2 separate regions of the Oryzias latipes genome follow, and region 2 is linked to region 1. The links are chromatin contacts, called in public Hi-C maps. All regions are on one chromosome and are shown on one strand. Each heading gives the region's core, a stretch centred on a gene start, on an enhancer-like site or on the middle of the called end of the contact. The rest is flanking DNA. Distances are from core to core; before and after follow the strand shown. Region 1 holds the start of mtor (serine/threonine-protein kinase mTOR). Region 2 overlaps agrn (agrin).

Evidence for each region. A called contact is a pair of places that touch in the nucleus more often than the background predicts.
Region 2: a contact with region 1 is called in a Hi-C map of gastrula embryo, with 1.8 times the contacts expected there. The contact joins the enhancer-like site here to the promoter of mtor in region 1. A contact is called at or near these places in 4 of 5 Hi-C or Micro-C datasets (embryo and gastrula embryo).

The regions. Positions count from the first base shown.
Region 1 is chr7:1,215,548-1,218,391 of ASM223467v1, reverse strand. It overlaps mtor (serine/threonine-protein kinase mTOR), which reads left to right and starts at 1,499. Exons shown (of 58, transcript XM_023956308.1): 1 at 1,499-1,652; 2 at 2,136-2,272; 3 at 2,346-2,454; 4 at 2,539-2,771. The coding sequence starts at 2,144.
Region 2 is chr7:1,280,297-1,282,996 of ASM223467v1, reverse strand. The region is part of intron 2 of agrn (agrin); the gene reads right to left. Among protein-coding and RNA genes, the nearest start is that of agrn, 52 kb to the right of the region's middle. Within about 2 kb of position 1,401, at least 1 of the 8 cell types and tissues checked has an H3K27ac peak or open chromatin away from gene starts, as enhancers often do. A contact at or near this core is called in gastrula embryo, where this site is marked.

The DNA.
Region 1 (2,844 bases), core at 250-2,749:
GAAGAAAGATCTGAATGTGTCACAGGAATCGGAAGCAGGAAATGTGGGGAGAATTATGAGCACAGATGGAGGTGAATAATAAGATGAGATCAGTTTTCTCTCCTACTCTGTAGAAAAAAGCTGATTGACAGAACTATCCTCTCCATTGTGAGGAAGTAAAATAAGGAAAAAATGTGTGCACTGATCTGTTCTCTAAATTTAATGTAGAAGAATGACGCTAAATCAGTTTTAGCCTCAAAAGTGGAAAATACAGGAGGGTTGAAGAAGAGAAACTGTAGCATCAGACAAATAAAAGATTGAAAGGTCTGTCGAAACTGAAGAGTAGGGTATGAGTGCCAGTTGATGACCTGTTGACCTGTTTGCCTTAACAAACTTCTAACATGTAACACCTACACTGAAATGCATAATAGACAAATGTTGGTCCAGATTTATTTGAAACAGTACAGAAGTATCCCATTTCCATTGGACTGATGGATTTAGGACTGTGAAGGTCTGGTTCAAGTGTTCTGTAACAACACAGCACAGATGGAGAGGTGGAAGATCTCAGACCTGACTTTACACCTGGACAATGTCTCCCCCCTGAGGAAGGCATGGGATCAAGTGTGTTACTGGGACACACCTGAAGACAGGTACAGCAACAACAACTTTCAATTGATTCCTGAGGTCAAATAAGATTTATGTAAAAAACCTAAAAGACAAAAAATATTAGTTGTAATGTATATTATTAAATAATTGTGTACAACTCTAAAATACATAAATTCCCAAATGCACTTTTTATATTTTTATTGTATTTTATTTATTTGCATGTGTGTTATTATTTTTTACTTACTTGTCCTGTCCAACAGCTGGGCAAACACATCAGGGCTGAGGGCTTCTTGTGTTAGACAGATTTTACTGTTACACTAGGGGTCATGAATCTTCTGACACGCGAGGTGTCTATTTGTATAAACCCCTTTGGGATTTGAGGCAAAACTTTATTCACATTTATTGTGTATGAATGCATTTTTTCTTGGACTGGACGGGGGGGGGCTGGGAGGTTAAGGAAATTGGAGGATGATTAAAGAAACACAAACAACACAAAGCAACAAGTTACTGGAGGTCCATCACTACAGTTTGGTATAGTTAGTCTAAAAGGGTAAGGCCTGACCCCAGACTCACTAAAATATGACAAAAACGTACTTTTTTAAAAGCTGCAATCATGCAACAGAAAAACACTGACCTTAGCAGAGATTTGCTTTGATTTTATTTTTTACTTTTAGTTTTTTTCGGTTTATTGAGAACCTTTTTTCATTACATCACTGCATGGATAACATTTAAGCTATTAAGTTGTAATTTATTTTCATTTTTTATTTTTTATTGTAAATGATGTATCCATTTCCCATTTGCATGTTACTGTTTGCGCCCTCATTCGGTGAACGTAGGTACTGCATAGCAGCTTCAACATCACACGTGGTTTAAGAACCGCCCAGCTGAGCTCAGAGAAAACCTGCGCAGTGAGCGTACTGCGCAGCACAGTGCCTGCGGAGCTACCAGCGTCCTTCCTGCTTATCCTGGCTAGCCGTCCGAGTGCTGGCATTCTAGTGTTCGCACTATGACAAACATTCCGCATTAACGACACAACAGAAACGTTTGCATCATACCAACACAAACAAGTAAGTGACCGCCTGTTCGATGCACGAGCTAGCTAAATCCTTGCACCCGCTAACAGTTGTTGAACACAGAAACGACTTAACGAGGGAGTCCCAGCTTATCATATCGCGTAAATGCAATGACCAGAACCTGGATGTGCCCGGTTTGAATTTGTAAAAGGAGGATTCGAAGTTGAAGTTTTAGAGTACTAAAACCGATGTTGTTACGTGCTAACGTAGCTAGCCCGCAACTAATGATGACGTCATCGAGGTCGAGTAAGGTCTGAACTTGACACTATTTTTCCATAACTCGACGTTTGGACGAACTCTGATTCTGCCTTTGTGTCGTTTATAATAATTCTTCTTCCAGAGTTTATATTCCAGATGTCAGTCGGGTTGTGTTTGTCCTTAAAGCGTGTTGTCATTCTCCGATTGTCTGACTCTTGTCTTTTAGTTATTTATGTTTTTCCTGGTGTAACACTGTGATGCCCGTGGTTGTCTTTCCAGCTGTCGCCATGGTGATCCTGTCAGGCACAGCCACAGTGCTGCAGCAGTTTGTCAGCGGCTTAAAGAGTCGAAACGAAGACACCCGAGCAAAGTCTGCCAAAGATCTGCAGCATTATGTGACCACAGAGCTGAGAGAGGTACCTGCACGGAAAACCGGGATGCTTCGACTGCCTCACACTTTGTTCTTCATTTTCTGATCTTCTGCTTCAGCTCAGCCAAGATGAAGCCACGACGTTCTACGACGAGTTAAACCACCACATATTTGAGCTGGTGTCCAGCTCTGACGTGAATGAGAAGAAAGGAGGCATACTCGCTATCGGTACGCTCAGTCACGACCTCCAACCCCACATGCCTGCTGTGTGTCCAGTTGCTTTATGTTGTTGGTGCTGCACCTATGTTCCAGTGAGTCTCATTGGCGTTGAGGGAGGAAATGCCACCAGGATCAGTCGCTTTGCCAACTACCTCCGCAACCTCCTGCCTTCCAGCGATCCTGTGGTCATGGAGATGGCCTCCAAAGCAATGGGCCACCTGTCTATGGCGGGAGACACCTTCACCGCTGAATATGTGGAGTTTGAAGTGAAGAGAGCTCTGGAGTGGCTGGGGGCCGACCGAAACGAAGGCAGGCGCCATGCAGCTGTGAGTCCCGGGCCGACCACACGGACTGTTTGTTGTGTAAACAGAATGCTCGCCATCCTGAAACTGTCCTGCC
Region 2 (2,700 bases), core at 152-2,651, 65 kb before region 1:
CTTTGATGACTGCGGCGTGCAGACGCTCCACAGATGAATATCATGTCCACCACAGGGAAAGAGTGCAGGATTAGAGCTCTGGGTAATGAGGACCGGCCTCTTCAGTTATCTAGATGAATCCTGTAATATTAAAGTTTAGAGCAACTTTTGTTTTCCTTAATGAGCTGATCAATTATGAAAAACTACAGTTTGTCATTTTTGTTTACACACAAAAATGGACCTTTGTATTTAAAAAGATTATGCTGTAAAACGGGCCGACGTTATGTGAATTTACATGGAAAACAGCAGCTTTTTTCACTTTATTCATAATTGACTTTTTTTTTACTTAATAAATGTTCATAATGTAACAATAGTTTCTAGATTCAAAGAGTAACATTTGAACTCAGAAAAAAAGACTTTTTTGCCTTCACTGAACAAATTCTTTCATTTCTGCCTCTTAAAAACTGAAACTTTCTTTTTTTTTTAAATCAATATGTTTGACATTTCTAAAGAATTTGGTGAACAGGACATTTTCTGAGTTTTGAATAAATAAGCCCCGCCCCCATATGAAGCACAGCCAACATCATCAATATCCATAAACGTCAGAGTCTGCCTCGCTTCTCTGCAGAAGCAGAAGAGGGTGCAGACAGACGGAGCTGCCGCTTCTACCCAGCGTGGGCGGCGACAAAAGGCTGCCGTCCATCTTCATCCTCAAGATGAAGCTCCTCCCAGCCTCAGTGAGGCCCGGGTGTGCACGGTGGTGGCAGCGGTTAATAAGGTGCATCCACCTTTCCTCCTCCACAAAACGACTTCATTAAGCGATTCACCGTAATTCTATGCTGGTAATGTTTCGGGGAAACGTGCACGCGCTCACACACGTGCATGAAAAACTTTCAGTAAACATTTTGATTTCTTCTAAATCCTCTAAACAAATGTTGACGTCCTGAAATCGAATGAGTGGCTCCATTTCCAAAGACGGTGGAAAACGCCTTTCCAGGTAAAACATTTCAGTTCAGAGTTGTCTGATTTAGACTGCATCACCTGCAGCTTCCCACCCTACCTGTCTCATGTGTGCACGACACGCTAAGCAAACACACCTGTCGTTCCCCGCAATCTCTCTTCTTCTGGCTTTTCATTTATTCAGGTTTAGATCAAATTCTGCAGATGAAGGTTCTGCTTCGGCTCTTGGCGTCTCTAATCATGTTTTCAGGCAGCAGCTGATGTCTAACATGAAAAATCGTTGTTGTCAGCATCTCTTCCTCTTCATCATCATCATCATCCTGTCCTTTATGATCCCCCCATCCTCGGCCTCTTTTCCTCTGTCCTTTCATCTCAACCTCCCAGGCTTTCAGGTCACCAGGGAAACAATCGTCTTAAGTGCTTTGGCTGACGATGGGGGCTGATGGGAAACCTTCCTGTCAGCGTCGGTCGCTGAACTGAGTGACTGAATGCAAATGCAGGAGCTCATGTGGACTCCTGCTGATCCTCATGTGGACTCCTGCTGATCCTCATGTGGACTCCTGCTGATCCTCATGTGGACTCCTGCTGATCCTCATGCTGATTCCTGCTGATCCTCCTCTTTCCGTCTCCAGAGGTTTTCGTAAAGGTGAACTTGGACGGATTTGTGTCAAAATTTGAAATTAAACTAATCAGAAAAACGACAGATTATAGATTCCTGATGTTTGTGATGATGTCGCTAACTTCTGGAAACCTTCAATCAAAATCATCACAAGTATTCTGGAATGCCCCATTTTGCTGTTGGGGAGGGGATGACTTCATGAAACAGTTGAAGCTGACGACTGCAGGACGGCTGGGTGATCTTCAGGTTTCTACCACTCTTCCAGCTGTTACACCTGCAGCTAAACATGACAAGCATTTCACTGATGGCTGCAGTTCTTCTCCCTAAAACGTGCCGAGTTTGCTTTTTCTGAACCAAAAGGGGAAATCTTCCTCATTCAGCTCTGATTCTGATTCTTCATGTGGTTCAAAAAAAGCAAAGAACGGCGAATCAACCAAACGACCACGCAGCGCGGCCTTCCAATGATTCATCGGTTTGATTTCACCTCGGCCTTCAGTCATCCATCCTAAGGAGCTGTCTTCACTGCAGCCATGACTGAGCATGACTACGATAACAGACGAGTCTGTGCACGCCGCCGCCGCCTGACACTTCTGGAAGCTGCAGGCGAGACTAATGAACGACAATCAGACAAGGAGCTGATTCACTGTCCAATCACAGAAGCTCAGAAGAGCAGTCCTTCCTCTTCCTCACAATGTTTTAGGATAACCTTTGTCCCAAAGAAACATCGTTTTCAGAGACACAAATGTAACCTTTATAAAAGCAGCCGTGCCCTGGTGGGAGGAGTTTCATTGATCCATCTGTGACATCACGTCCTGTGGACCCGTTTTATGAACCGCATATACCTTGGCTCAAACGATGAACGAGAAAGATTTTTTCCTTCAAATGGAAGTCTTTGTCTTCAGCAGCAAGAAAAGGAGAAAATCTTCTGGAAACGTCTTTGCTTCATTTCAGTCACATTAATACGAACATCTCTAGTTTAGATTATGGCACCGGTCAGTACAAAGATGGAGTTTTGACTTTTGCAACAAAAATAATCTAAAAGTTGTTAGCGTTTGAAACCAAGAAGGTCGTAGGTTAAGCCCCTCCCCTCAGCCCTTTTCTTAGCTTCCATGGCAAACAGAGCAGATCAACAGGGAGGGAAG